Regions from separate parts of the Anas platyrhynchos genome. Here region 2 is linked to region 1. A link is a contact called in public Hi-C data. All regions are on one chromosome and are shown on one strand. Each heading gives the region's core, a stretch centred on a gene start, on an enhancer-like site or on the middle of the called end of the contact. The rest is flanking DNA. Distances are from core to core; before and after follow the strand shown. Region 1 overlaps PAPOLG (poly(A) polymerase gamma). Region 2 holds the start of PEX13 (peroxisomal biogenesis factor 13).

The links. Hi-C and Micro-C count contacts between places; a contact is called where the count stands out from the background.
Region 2: a Hi-C map of subcutaneous adipose tissue shows a contact between it and region 1, with 2.1 times the contacts expected there. The contact joins the promoter of PEX13 here to the enhancer-like site in region 1. A contact is called at or near these places in 4 of 8 Hi-C or Micro-C datasets (liver, skeletal muscle and subcutaneous adipose tissue).

What each region holds. Positions count from the first base shown.
Region 1 is chr3:6,532,433-6,540,055 of IASCAAS_PekinDuck_T2T, forward strand. PAPOLG (poly(A) polymerase gamma) reads left to right here. Exons shown (of 23, transcript XM_027453276.3): 22 at 369-482. The coding sequence ends at 467. Among named protein-coding and RNA genes, the nearest start is that of REL, 14 kb to the right of the region's middle. Within about 2 kb of position 3,624, at least 5 of the 8 cell types and tissues checked have an H3K27ac peak or open chromatin away from gene starts, as enhancers often do. A contact at or near this core is called in subcutaneous adipose tissue, where this site is marked.
Region 2 is chr3:6,614,160-6,621,782 of IASCAAS_PekinDuck_T2T, forward strand. PEX13 (peroxisomal biogenesis factor 13) reads left to right here and starts at 3,242. Exons shown (of 4, transcript XM_027453279.3): 1 at 3,242-3,534; 2 at 5,246-5,943; 3 at 6,377-6,502; 4 at 7,035-7,623. The coding sequence starts at 3,461. The coding sequence ends at 7,330. PUS10 (pseudouridine synthase 10) reads right to left here and starts at 3,331. Exons shown (of 18, transcript XM_027453278.3): 1 at 3,292-3,331; 2 at 2,259-2,395; 3 at 400-666. The coding sequence starts at 2,384.

The DNA.
Region 1 (7,623 bases), core at 2,374-4,873:
CTAGCACTAGCAAGTCCTCCACTAAACCATATCACTAAGCTAACCCTTAGTTTCTAACCCATCGGTCGAAGAAGGGTGGTAACTTCCTGTATTATGCCATTGAGCAACTTCTTTCTGTCATGAATTGAGATAATTACTTCCTAAGGACAAAAAGAAGTAAGTGTGCAGAGGGGAAAATGCTCTTACCACTAGTTTTCAAAGGAAATAAGTGGTATGGTGGAAAACACCCTTTTCTGTGAATGTTTTGGGCTGTACTGATTTGGTACATAAAGAATGGTGCTATATTCAGCTAGAGAAATGTTTGCTGCTACTTGTGAATTCATGTGTTTAAAACTTCCTTTTTTTATGGCATCTTTTTTGTGTTTTAGAGACTTCCCAGTAAAGAACTACCAGATATTTCATCTCCTGTTCCAACAACTAATATTCGTATTATTAAAAGATCCATCAGACTTACCCTTAACCGGTAACCTTTATCTCTTCAGGTAAAGATACTTATTTGTTTAGTGATTCATATTAACAATGTGTATTGTTACTAACAAAGAATGGACTGTTACTGTTGCTGTACTGCAGTGTCAGACAGTTAAATATTTGTTTGTTTTTTGACCTGCAGATGCTGTAGGATACTCCTATTACTGTGTAGCTTTTCCAAGATCATCAAGTGACAAGTCACAGTCTATGAAAATCATGGCCTTTTTTAGTAGTATTAGCTTACGTGTTTTCTTCCTTTGGAACTACTTTGTGTATACTCCTTGCAACATCTGTCTTTATTAGTCTTTTTAAAAAGTCTTAATTATCACTAGCTGAAACAGCTTTCTGAAATAGCCACAAACACAGCTTGTCCTGTAACTTGGATTCAGAATGTATGTAAACAGGGTTAACGAGTCTACAACATCTATATTGTTTTCAAGCATGTAGGAATGTGCTTGTATTCATTTGAGCTTTCCTAGCCGATGTAGATGTGTTGTTCTTATCTTAAATTATCTTCCAGTTTGGCACATACGCTCCTGTGCGTCTGTCACAATGGTGCTCAGCTTCTACAGGCAGTAGCTTTCCACTGTCTAGCACAGCCATGCACTACATAAGTATTGCCTCCCATGGAGGCCCATAAATAACCTAAATACTGAAGAAAATGCAACAGAGGATGCTACTGTGAGGTATGGAGATGATAGACACGTCCCATGCCATGTTACATTTTTTTCTTCAGACTGCTCCAACATGAGACTTGAATTCTGTTTTCACTGGGTAGCTGAGCTAAATGCAGAACATGGAAGTGAAGATGCATCTCAGCATTGCAGCAGTTGAGGCTGTTGTGACACTGCACACCTGTAAACTGCAGTCTTTAAAGCAACTGGCATGTAGAAAGTGGTACTGCATTTCAGTGAAATCCTGGAAGCTGTTCAAAATGGTTGCTTGAAAACTTGTAGTAGCCTTAAGTCTGGTTCTGTAAACGAACTGATAACACTGCTTACTCAGTAAAGTGCATTAGGGGTTTTGGGGGTGGAGAGATTCTAATTATGGTAAATATGCTATCTTTTGATTGTAATTTCTTTATAATTGGTGATATTTGTAAATGAAGTTGTCTTTTTCAGAGTATTTTTGTATGTACTGTCGAATACTATCATCCAAAGAAATTTGAAGTCTTCAGTTGTCTTTCCTCCATCTTTTTTAATGTAGATGGGCTCACGTTAAGAAAAAGCAAAACTGAAAATAAAATGGCAAACCAGTTGTACAGAGGGATAGGAACAGGTGGGCACAACTTTCTGCAAAATGTAGTCAGCTTGAGTTAATATCGCTACTTTCCTGCTGTTGATGTGTTCAGGCCTTGAATGAATGCCCATGGAATGAATAGTGCAATTCGTAAACTGAATTGACAGCTGAATTCCCAGTTTGCCACTTGAACAATAGATACCCCTGCATTTCTGTAAAAAGAAGTTGCTTGGCTTTAGCAGCAATTCTGAGTTCATTTAAGTGTCCACTTGTAACCTTAACAAGACTTTTAAGGACTTCAAAAGAATAGGGAGAATTTATCTTAAAAACAAAAAATCCTTAGTAGGTGATAAGGTAAATAGCAAACTAAATAACAAAGTTGTCTTTGTAGTAGTCTACAACTCTGTAATATCAAGCTTTTAAACAAACTATTCCTTTTGAGTATTCTAAGCCTGTTCTGGGCTGTTCTGCCCTTAACCCCTCTGTTAGCACACGCATTAATACAACTGGTCTTAAACTGAGCTGGCTCATGGTTACTGAGGAATGCTTTCACAATTATTTTTTACTCTTGCTTTACGGTTACCTTCTAATCGCTCTTACTCTATTTTTTTTTCTCCCCTCTTTGGGTAAAGAATGTTTAGGAAGGATTTAGGTTACTGATTTCTGGGACTTGATCCAGAATAGGTGAGGATACACACTTCCTCTATATATACCCTGGCTCAATGCTTGGTGCGGTGCACGGTGACCTCACTGCTCTGGGGTTTCCCTAGATACTGCAGAAGTGCAGTGCTGCCCCAGGGCTGTGTTGTTATCTGGTGTTCTGAGTGTTCTCCTCTTGGTTTTGGTGGGTTAATGGCTAGATTTCAGCTGTTTTGATGAGAGTTCAAATTGCAACAACTGTGTTTTCCTTTTTTATGCACCAAGTCTTCTGTTAAAGGCACTGAAAGTTAAGTTAGCCAGTTGTAAAAGAATTCAGTGAGCCTATATTCCATCGGACTTCCTGGGAAGTGTCCTTTTCTATCTGCATTCTTAACTGGCTTTTGTGTGTGTGGCTTGGAGATTGAGGTAGAAGGGGGGAGAGAGGAATAATTAATCTCATTAAAAAGGATTGGCTGTATTTTGTACATACATTTGGACACAAATTCTGTGTATTCAGATGCCTCCAAGTTACTAACTACATGGAAGGAATTCCATTGCAGGAATTCCTGTATCCCAGGGTTTTCTTTGCTCAGTATCACCAAAGGAGCAGCTTCTGAATTACCTATGCTTCTGTTGCAGTGCATGTCCCTGTAGCAACTAAGGGTGATAGAATATTTCTTGTCCCGGTGAGTAAAAAGCAAAGGGGGTGGGGGGGAGGTGAGAGGTATCTTGAAACTGCTGCTGTTGATTTTTGGGAAGGAGGGGGCTTACTACCGCTTTTATGTAATATTTGGTGAAATAAGCTGCTTGGCTTAAGCACAAGCAAAAACTCCTAGCTGAATTTTTGCATTACCTCATCACACTTCTTATAAAGAGCCTGGTCCTGTGCATTACCAGTAAATGACAGGCATGGGCTGGGCTGTAGCAGGCTATGCCTCTGCCTACAGCTGAGGGGCTGATCACCCCATGGCTGCAGGCAGCAGCACCCCAGCTCTGAAGGAAATCAAACCACTGCAGGGGTCACCCTATTGTGCTCCTGTGTAAACGGGCACCTTCTCCTCCCACGGGACCACCTCGGGGGCTGCTCTGCTGCCTTGCCCACCCATCGAGCGACTGTGGGGGCTGCGTGCTCTTTACAGGGTGGGGAGAGCTGTCGGGTATGGGGGGCTGTGGCCCAGGCTTCCCACGCTGGGGCGAGTTTCCTGCAGCGGGGGCAGGCTGGGGACTGAGAGCTGCTGTGACGGTGCTGGCATGTGACCGCAGCGCTCTGCGGGCAGGCGGCTGGGAAACACCCCTGCAGCCCTGTGGTGCCCGACAGCCCAGGCTCTCGCGCTGCCTTGAACCCTGCTGGGCCGAGCAGAGGGCGGTGGGGATGTTTCTCAGCTTCTAGGGCTGAGAAGGAAGGGCAGTCACGGGCTGTGAGCACCCTCAGCTGCCTCCCGGCATCGACTCCTGCAGCTCAGGGTTCCCTCAGCTGCTCTCTGCACTTGTGGCTGGGGGACCAGCGTGTGGTTGCAGCCCAACAGCTGAGACCTGGCCCCCTGCTGGACCTCTCCTGGTGTTCTGGGGTAGTGGAAGTCTTAGCAAAACAGTAGCCAGGGGACCGGTAATTCTGTTACTCCAGACGATAAAACCTGGTGGGTTCTCAGCTCTCTGACCTTCAGGACATTGATAGAAATCAAACTGGGACAGCTCGTCTTTGGGCAGTTCCTCTTTGCTGGGAAGACCCTGTCTGATTCATCATGCTTGACACCCATCCTTTATTCTTAATCATAGCTCACCTCTTTTCTTTTTGGCTGGTCTGAGACTCTTGCCTACCTTCCTATCTTCCCTGATATTTACATCTTCCTTTCCCACCCAAATTTATCTTTGCTCCCTTTACACTTGACGTGTGTTGTGGTTTTTTTTCTGTGCTGGACAGAAAACCCTGGGAGTCCTGAAACCAGAGAAATAATCTACTTTCAATTTTAGTTTGTGGCAGCCAGGCAAGCAGCAGCCTTCGGCAGGGACCATCTCGCTCACTCTCCACAGTACGTGCAGCAGAGAGAAAGCTGATGACTTTTTTTCTTACTAAGCAAGTCTGCAGGCATGTGTAAGCTCAGACTTTTAAAAAGCTCAACACATGCCCAGATTTGTGTGGTTTTTCAAAGGAACGGTAAAAAGTCCAATAGTGACACCAGCACAGCTTCCATGCTAAATTTCATGTCCCTGTTTCTGAAATCTGAAGAAGTTGAGAGTTTCTTAAAAGTTTTGAGTTCTTTGAATATAATTAAGGTGGCACGCTTTCCCTGTGACTCATTCTTAGAAATGACCAAGTCATTTTGTTCTGTTTTTCCTAAAAATCAGATGGGGGCAATATATGTAATCATACTCTAGAGAACGTTTTTTTTTGCAAACTTGGGAGTAACTGAAAATGTGGTCCTAAAATAGGAAGTGTTGACTAGCCATAACTAACAGAAGGCACTGATGGTAAAACAACCGAACAAACAACAAAAACGTAGTTAATGCTTCAGTCGGTAGGTACTAGAGCTGGAAATTGCTAGAATTTATTTTGTTGCAGCAGTTTTCTTCCTGTGTGCTTGCTGGGCAAGAACAGAAGGTGATCATATGAACTATATTCAAGTGCATGCAGAGAAGAAAAGTTGAAGTTTTGTTGAATCATGTAGTGTACAACCTCTTCCACTACTTAAGTAGAAGGACAGGACATAAACGCAGCATTGTGAGCATTTCCTTAGAGCTCAGTAATAATTACGCTTGTTTTTGAAGTTACACATTTTTTGCTCTCCTGTATGAGGCAGGCATTAGACCTTCAGGAAACTGAATGTTGTTCCTGCTTCTGAATCATATATGCGAAACCAGAAACCTTTCAGTGTTTCTTGCAAGATTTGTAGCTGCTGGTTACGTTTACTTCCGTTTTTGTCTTGGATAGTAATAGTGTATGTTAACTTTACTAACTTGTTTTGAGTGTTTTTACAGGTCTTTATACCTCTTTTGCTGTACAGAATAACAACTTTGATAGATTCTGTGAACCAAACCGATGTAGGTTCTGTTGAATGCATTTGCAAAACAAATCTCTAAGTTATCAAATCATCAGCAATGGGAAAATGCTAGATAACAGTGCTTTCTATAAAGTGGTTGTCTGCAGTAAGTTAAGAAAATCAGATGGGATAAAAATACATCTCTGGGAGTTGCATTTTGAGGAAAATGAATCTGTTGCAATCAGCTAAGTGCTAGCAATGAGAAAGCAAGGGAATCCCCTGGTCCCCTGCTTTCCCACTAAATAAATCATTGGGTTACACCAAATGATAAGTTGCGTAAGTACAGAGATGTTTACTTCTCTGTAATTCAGGGTAAATATTGGCACAAGCCTGTGAAACTATAAATCAGTGTACTGAATTATATTTCTCTGACAGAAATAAGTAATGAAGTCAATTGATTTTTCTCTCCCATTCTTATGTGTTATGACTTCATGGGGGGAAAACTCAGTAAGGGCAGTATCTGTGTTCTCTGGGCTCAGCTTAATTAAAGCTGCTTTCAGTTCACCTTTCGGTAACAAATAAGCAGAGATGGATTGGCCAGAAGCCGAACTGTGGAGCTCAGATGGGGGAGGGGGTCGTATGTTCAAACTTAGCCTTGCATGTTTTCAGCCTTAAAGGTCATCCCTTATTTCAGTGGCTGTGATATCACTGGGGAAACCCTGCTGCACTTTTATTTGTCCTTGTATGAAGGTCTCAAACGTCAAATAAAAGCAGAGCAACTACTTAGAAAAGTTTAAGACTTCAGCTTAAACTACCCACAAGTTCTTAGTGACTCCTAAGCAAGACTGTTACTTCATCAGCTCTTGCTTGCTTATGAACTTCTTTCCTCAAGTCACCGTCTCTTTTGCTTAGATTTGATTTTCAGCTATTTATTAAGGAGAGCTTTTGTTGTGAAACATGGGATGATCTTCTGTTTGATAAGTAATGGATGCCACTAACAAGTTGAAGATGATTTCTCATCTGAAGTATAAGGACAGAGGATGAACCAGGGTGCCCATTAATTGTTCCTTAGACTAAAAATTTGCATTAAGTTTTGGCACTAGTGTGCACTTTTGTCAAGGATTTTCTTGACAGTATGGAAATTCTTTTTTGGTGTTTAATAATAATTTACAACATTTCTGATTTTTTTCCTTAAATCTCTGCATTAACAGATCTGTTATAGAAACTAGTAAGTTGAGAGAGATCCGAAAAAAGCTTGTGCCAATACCTGAAACTGAAGCCAAATTTCCTGAATATGTGAAACTGTTATTTGACCCTTATTTTTTTTTTTAAGTCATGTTGTCCATGCTTGCAGTGGGGGTTCCCAGTACATGTCAGTTACTGTATCCAGCTGAGAAGGACTGTAACGGTCTCTAAGAGATTATAACTGTAACGAGCTACTGATTTTTAAGCCACTATGGAACTGGTAGCCCACTATTCTTATTGCTTATTTATAGTTTTAAATATTAAACAGCTTTCCTTCCAGATGTTGATTACTTTCCTAGGAAGAAGGATCATCATCACTGATCTTCCTTGCTTATTTTTCATTCTCCACAAAAAAGTCCAAGAATTCTAGCACAACACACAGTACGACAGGTCTATCAAATCCACGTTAACAGCCTGCTAAGTGCTGATGGGTGAGTTTTTATTTTATCACTGCAGGGGTGAGTGAGGTTGTTAAGGGGGAATCCCAGTAGTTCCTGATGATAGAGTTGTTAAAATAGGAATTACCAGTAGCTGCTTCAGAAAAATGAGTGGATGCTGAGTTTTTTTCCTTTAAAAAAAAAAAAAGACAAATACTAAAAAGACCAGTACTTGAGTCCTAACTGTCCAAATCCCAGGTGACTTTTTACTTAGTCTTTAAGATCTGGGTTTAGACACTCTGCTAGAGATGCCTTTCTTTGCTGCTGAGTAGAGAAAGTGCTGCTGTAGCACCTAATCCTGGCTTTTATGTGAAGGATGAGCGTAGCTTTTAACTGAGTAAATCTTTGTAGAATTATCCCACCAAATTTTATGGGAAGCTGTATATCCCAAAGTACATTTCAGCATAGGAGGCTCCTTGCTTCAGGTTGTGTTAAAGCCACGTAGTCCTTACGTGTCACAAAATAATGCTGAGGAACTGAATGAGATGGAGACACCGTTACTGGGAGAAACATGAATCCCTAAAATGCATGTTAGGTACTGCAGCATAGCACCTAGGTTTTTCCACAGGTTGGCCTCCAACGCACAGCCATGATATGAGACTTCATTTCACTATTGT
Region 2 (7,623 bases), core at 1,992-4,491, 81 kb after region 1:
TACTCTAAGCAGCTGAACCTCAGGTTATCTCCTAACTTCGCGTAACTACGTATCTGTTAATCTTTTTCTTAGGAAAAAAGGTTTCTATCAGTCATTCCATTGCACCTGCACTGCTATTTTTGAAGTTACATTATGAGAAACCCTGGGTAAAATATGGTCACACTGACAAATTCTATTTTGCAGCTGCAGGAGAGGTATGCAAACACTATGTCAACGAGCAGTACGTAGTTGAATGGCGCCACCTACATTTCAAATATTCAAAATGGATAAATGCTTTGCTCTTTCTCTCAGTCGTTTAACTGCATATACGGTGTTTTTAATAACCAACTCCATGCTGCAGGCCCCAACATACAAAAGCTCCTAAAAAGTACACGTATGGATTAAAAACTGGTTATTTACCCTTTTGACAAAGTCTGCCTCGCAGAACTCCTGAAGAATTCCCAAACACACATTGCAAACCTCCACAGTCGAGTTCTCCACAGCAGCACTGTCATCATTAACCAAAGGAACGTGCTTGAGCACTCCATTCTGGTTCAGATCATCAGGCACCTCTTCTGTGTGTTCAAGTCTGATTCGCTTACATGGTGGATCAACTATGCCAAAACCAGCTGCATCTTCTTGTTGTTGATTATTTTTTAGGAATTCTGTCAGATCCTTCATCAAATCCTAACACAAACAAAAGGATTGTACTGTTGTTGATTGCTTCTCTTTTATCAAATGCTGTAAAAAGCACTTACAAACACAGCTCTAAAAGGCAGTAGCAACCACCCAACTTTAGTCTTTGTGTATGTAATTAATAACTTTTAATTTACACCAAAAGACATCTGCACAGTTAAAAAAGCTACAAGCTGTATTTTTGTCAAAATGTTACCCAAAGACATTGATTTTTGCTGAACAGACTTCTTTGCCATCCAAGAAAAGCGGTAACATTTCACAGACTGACTTGCAGAAATTCATTCATCTTCAACCCCATTGCTATTCAATGAAAACCAGTGTTTATTGTCTTTTTGTCACTTAGATTATGTCAGAATTTAATTATCCCAACTCAATTAGCTAAAATGACTAGGAAGACAGTTGGCCACTACAGTATGAGAAGAAAATGAGGCCAGATAAATTTGAGGGTGAAATTAAATACACGTGACAGAGGAGGAACAACTTCATGTAACGAGAGAAGCCTACAAATATTCAAGGGTGTGCTGGTGAGGAGAGAGAATTAACTACATCCGAAATTTAGGAAGGATGACATAGAGAGATAAGATATAGTTCAGAAAAAAAGATTTATTAAAACATCTCCAACACAAAAGACAGCAGTTACTGTGTTGTTACAACTCAGTAGGAAAATTGGGTAGAGCTGCAAAAGAATGAAAACCAGCATACAGAATGAACACTTGTCAAATGATTGATAGAAAATGGAAAAGGATAAAGAAGATAAATTTGAAAGATGAATTCTGGAGCGTCTAAACTTGAATAAAGGTAAAAAAAAAAAAAATAAAAAATCAAGACAAACACCATAAGATGCCAGCATAAAGACAAGGGATTGGACCAGGTATACGGAAATGTATATTTGGCCTGCGCGATGATACCTCAGAGAAACAATATGGTAGAGGAGCAAATAGCCAAAACCAAGCTGAGAAATGTCTAATACAAGAACACAGGCAAGAATGATTGTGCACAACTAGGAAAAATTTGGAGAATGTTGAATTTCAGCAGTAAGGTCTACTAAACAGGATGCCTAATAACACTCAGTTTGTCTGAAAATGGTAGATTTATCCTTCACCTTGTTGGGCCATTTTTTAGTTAGAGTCCACCAATCAATTCTGTTTAAATAAAGAGGAAGTATGAGGCAAAAGTAAACAGATGGTTCCTTCTCTGTATTAGCTGCAGTGACCCACAGCCTCTTTGCTGCTTAATACATTAAAGGAAAAATAAAGGAGGGAACTGTCATAGCTGCACTGCTTAAGAAGTGATAGATCCGTGCTCTGCAGAAGCTACTCTGCCCTGTTTACCGGTGTTTCCAGGTAACGCGTAGCAACTTTCACAGTCAATGTTAACACCAAACCCACAACAATTCTTGTATTCTACCATTTTCGTCAGTTCTCAGATTTGCACAGTGTAGCAGTCATTCTCCATAACTCATTTTGCAAAGCATTTTCCTCTCAGGCAAAGAACCTGAGCATGCAACATCATCTCCAATGGGTGTGCAAAGAGCACTGCGTTCATATGTTCACACATTCTAATTAGGAATACAAAGAACAAACCTTGTATGGATGTCTATAAAGTGTCTGTGATCCCACACGGCAGAACCTGAAAATACATCGTGGGCAAGTGCCAGTGTTCAGTAATAGCTGAACAATTGGTTTGTCCTTTTCTGTTAGCGAAGACATGCTGGATAATTCTAAAATTAAAAGAAAAAAAAAAAAAAGGATAAACATAATTCAGCAACTCAACAATAAAAGGACTCAATTAGCTCCCAGTGAGGTACTCACCCTTACTGGCTATCTAGGAAACTTGAGGACGCATATAACAACTACAATTGTTCATACCAAAAGTTCAATTAGTCTACTGTCTTCCAAAGCAGGGACAAACATATATGAGAGGAAAATGTGTGTGTGTAGGTTATATTACCTCTGTGTCCAGTTATCCCTGCTTTGGGGGACTTTTCTGAGCTGCTGTCATTTGTCTGTTGGTAAACTAACAGATCTTTCCTCCAAACCTTCTCTTCTGTCTCCCACAGTTTTGTTGTTGCCTCTGTAACATCTTTTATCGACTAAATTTCCACAAGTCTATTGCTCGCTGGCGGAAGACCTGGTTTTATTTGGGGTTTAGCTCCTCCAGGCAGCATTTGATGCCACCTGAGGCGTTGTGTGGCAGGGTGCGTTGGTACACACCTGGTGTCCCTCACATAGCGTTAGAAATACCTCAGTCACGGAAGACCTTCAGAGAATAGGAAAAGTTATTAACTCGGTTAATTTTCCACGAGATGGGGACTCTTTATGATGGGCGATAGAAACGAGGAGCAGGTAGAAAACTCGAAATTCCATTTTAGAAGGAAAAAAAATAATAAAAATAAACGTACTTTGGGGAAACACGGGCTAACTTAATTCAGCTTCCTGCCACCTGAGCGCGGCCGTGCCGACGCCTCACTCCCTCACCGCCAAGCCCCGGAGACCCAGCAGGGGGGAGCCGGGGAGGTTCCTCGGGCCCCCCCCGCTCCTGAGGCGGCTCCCGGAGCCGCTCCCTCCGCGCCCCGCTCCTCGCGGCCGCCATAAGGCCGCGGGCAGCCGCGCTCACCTCGATCCGGGCGGGCGGCAGGGCCGGCCGAGGGCCGCGCAGAGGCGGTGCAGGGCGGAGCGGAGCGGAGAGGAGAGGAGCGGAGCGGAGCTCGCTGCTGCCGCACCCGCCCGCCGGGGGCCGGGCTGGGCTGTGCCGTGCCCACAGCCGGGCCCGCAGCGAGGCGGAGATGGCGTCGCAGCCGCCGCCTCCCAAGCCCTGGGAGAACCGGCGGCTGGCGGGCAGCGTGGCGCCCGCCTTCCAGTGAGTGCGGGGCAGCCGGGGGGCGCCTGCTGGGGACGGGGAATGGGGTCGGGGAATGGGGCCGGGCGGCTGCCTGCCTGCCTGCTATCAGCGCCCCCCCCCCCCCCGGCCGCCTTCCCTGAGGGCGGCTCAAAGGTCGGGCCGGAGCCTGAGGGGGCTCCGTGGGGCTCGGGGTGGGCTGGGGCCGCTCGCCGGAGGTTTTTGGGGAGGAGGAAGGGTGTGCGGCGTGGGGAAGCCGGCCCCGGGTGGGGAAACACGCTGCTAGGGCTCGGGAGGCCGAGGGGGTGCGTGGGCTTCCCGGGAGAGGCGGGCAGGGGAATGGGGGCAGCTGGCCCCGCTGCCTGCTGTCAGCAAACACAGCGCGGGGTGGTGCACAACATCATTTTTTTTAAACCAGAAATCAAAGCTTGGTGGGTGAGGATCAGCCTTGTTTGTCACTCGGTGCCCGTGGTAGCAGTTAGAGGGAGTTGAAAGTGGGCAAAAGGTGAGCCCCAAGCCGAGGGCCAGAGCCGGTGCAGCTCCCAGCAGCAGGTCCCTGCTCGCACCACAAGCTGCAGCTCGCCGAGTGGAAGCGTAACGTTATTTTTCCTGGGTGGGATTATCTGCTTCGTTTTAAATTGCTTCAAGGAGCTTAAAAGTGAGGTGTCCTAAAGCGCCTGTTGGGTGCGTAGCGTCTCCTCTGTGGTGATGCCTTATTCTTGTTTCTGTTTTTAACTGTTGGGAGAGTTAAAGTCTAAGATGGAAGAGGCGAACATGATGAAGATACAAATATTATGCTCTGCTTTGCCAACTGTAGGTTTTGCTCAGAGGAAGTTGTTTTGTATCTTAGGTGTAACTGACAATAGCAAGTGTGTTTCACGCTGAAAAGAGCAAAAGCTGGCACCTGGTTCATAGAATTCAAATACCACCCTAGTTAGTGCTCAGAGGCTTACTGCAAAGGGCATAGGTAAGCCGACTGAAATTTACAGGCATGCAAATGGCCAGAAGTTCATTTAATTAAAAAAAAAAAAAAAGAAAAAAAGAAAAAAAGATTGACTTATAACACCTTTTCTGCTAACTGATAATAGATTTAATCTCTAAATGTTCTGCATAAAGGTGATTAGAAAGGTTGGGGAGAGAAGGTAAAGCAGGGGACCCTAAGGCCTTGCACATGCTGTATAATGGTTTGGATTCTCAATTAGGTCACACCACCCCCTTCTCTAGGGGTGGATTCAAAGGAGCTGTCAGGCTTCTTTCCTGCTGTACCACTGGCTTATTATCTAGGAGAGATGAGAACAAGTATTGGAAATAAAGCTTTCATATTGCAAAATATTCTTGGTTGCATGTGTAAGACAGCCTTGCATGAAGATAAACAACTTTGGTGTTACAGCAGCAGGCGTGATAGGCCTGGATGCAGCATTTCCTGCTTTCTTAGTCTATATGATAAATAAGCTGAAGGTTTTTCCATCTGTATGTTTCAGTTGGGTTGCAGTTCCATCCTTACAAAGAATATCTCTTTTTTTTGTAATGTTTTGTTTTTTCCTAAAAGACCTGTGTTTCTTGGCTGAATTTTTTACTTCTCACAAACATTGTGCAATATACTGGCTACTAAGTTCCTCAACCTGACACTACTGAAATGCGCTATCATATTTATAGTTAGTCAAGACCTCTGAGGAAAATAAAAATGCAACCTTATTTTGAGTACTGATCTTGATTGTCTGAATTTGTTTAGGTCTCCTGACTTGGGTGACAACTTGCTGACCAGACCTGGACACCCCACAGTTGCACGAATACCCCCACCTATTTTGCCAAGACCATCACAGCAAACAGGAAGCAGCGGTCTGAGCACTTTCAGGCCAGCCTATAGCAGTTCTTATACTCCAGGCTATGGTTCATATGGAACCTCTTTTTATGGAAGCTATAGTCCTTACAGTTATGGATACGGTGGTTTGGGTTATAACCGCTTTCGTACAGATGATATTCCTCCCAGCAGGTTTGTTCAGCAGGCTGAAGAGAGCAGCAGAGGCGCCTTTCAGTCCATTGAAAGTATCGTGCATGCGTTTGCCTCGGTCAGCATGATGATGGATGCTACTTTTTCAGCTGTGTACAACAGTTTCAGAGCCGTGTTGGATGTAGCCAATCACTTCTCCCGCCTCAGAGTACACTTCACAAAGGTGTTTTCAGCTTTCGCTTTAGTAAGAACTATAAGATATCTCTACCACCGTCTGCAGCGGTTACTAGGTTTGCGGAAGAGCTCTGAGAATGAGGATTTGTGGGCTGAAAGTGCGGGGACAGTAGCTCGTGTTGGTCTTGAAGACAAAGCAGCTAACTCAGCAAAATCCTGGCCTATTTTCTTGTTCTTTGCTGTTATAATGGGAGGTCCCTATCTGATTTGGAAACTGCTTTCTACATATACTGATGAAGAAACAGGTAAGATAATCTGCTGTGTGAGAGAAGTGCAGAGTATACGTTCACTTAGTTATCATGTGTACGGATTAATCTTATATTTCAGTAATGGAAGTTAACTAGGTACTGGGGAACAATTTTAAGCAGGTAATGACCTGTCTAAATAGCCTACTCTTGAGTTAGGTTGCAGTTTCTTGGTATGCTTTGTGTGATTCAGAAATCACAGTTTCTTTCTATTTCTGTGTCCTTTCTATAAGATGTGTCAGCTGGGGAAGAGAGGGGAAGCTATTGGGTGGGTTTGTCTCACCAAATCATGATTTGTTTGTTACTGCTGACAGTTTTCTGTCAGAGAAGTTTTAGCAAGGCAGTTAAGGTGTCTTCCCCATTTTTATTTTATTAAAATCAAACAAGTACTTAATTCACAGCAAGTAACTTCTTCATATCTATTTGGAAACAGTGTCTAGTAACTGGGCAAGTGGTGAAGATGATCATGTAGTTGGAAGAGCAGAATATGACTTCAATGCGCTTTCAGAAGAAGAAATTTCTTTCCGTGCTGGTGACATACTCAAATTAGCACCCAAAGGTAAACTTCTATTTTTTTGTTTTCTGATCACATGTGAAATAAGTTACATGTATGTTGTTACAGTCTGAGACTGGGGGGACATAAAACCAAAACACCTTGTTGGACCCAACTCCTCATCTCTACTGCTTTTTTTTTTTTTTCCATTAGTTATTACATGTGTTCTAACAAAACTTACTGAATAATTTTATTCAGTTTCCCTAAAGTACGAGACAGCCTAAGCTTACTCAGGGAGCACTCTGTGGTTACCCTCACGGCTATTTTTCTTCATGTGTGCTGTACAACAGTGAAAAATATTTTTCCTGTGGAAAAAATCTGGTGGTATCAACAACTTCAGCCTCACAGTGCTCCTCAGAGTACCTCACTTACGCAGATTCCAGTTGTTATTCTTGTGAACAAATTTGTATCTGCGTTTTATCACAGAGTTATTTTCTCTGCATGATTAGTTGTCCTCTACCTCTGGTGTATTTGTACCTCAGCTGCAACATACTTTGAATTGCTTTGTAACTTAGTGCATTTGTGTTTTCTTCTTCAGAACAACAACCCAAAATCCGTGGTTGGCTTTTGGCTAGTTATAATGGCCACACAACAGGACTTGTGCCAGCTAATTACATCAAAATACTGGGCAAAAGAAGAGGTAGGAAAACAGTGGACCTGGAAAGGATTACGGAAAAACGGCCATCCTTTGTCGGCACACCTGATAGGGGATCCGCTGCTGCTGTGACTTTAGAGGAACAGGAAGCTGCTTTTGATTCTGTTTTTGCTGGAAGTAGTAAAGTTCCTGTTGCATCTGACTCCACTGTAGTCAGTGGAGAGAAACAGGGACTCTAAGGCACTTTCATCAACGAAGCAACTGAACTGTGTTCTATTGGTAAAACCTAGGGTATGTTGAAAATCTGTATTGTAGTGGAACACTGATGGGTCTTTACCAGTTATTGCTGCTACTGACTGGTGAAGGGATGGAGAGATGATTGCTCAAATTTGTATTATTTATTTTTGATTGACCTATGGCTGTATAGTAGTGACTCTACCCAACCACCTGGCAGCAGCTGTAAGATCTTGAGTCAAGAAAAGCTGAGGCGCTTATAACAAAGCAAACAAACAAATGAGGACTGACCGGTTTT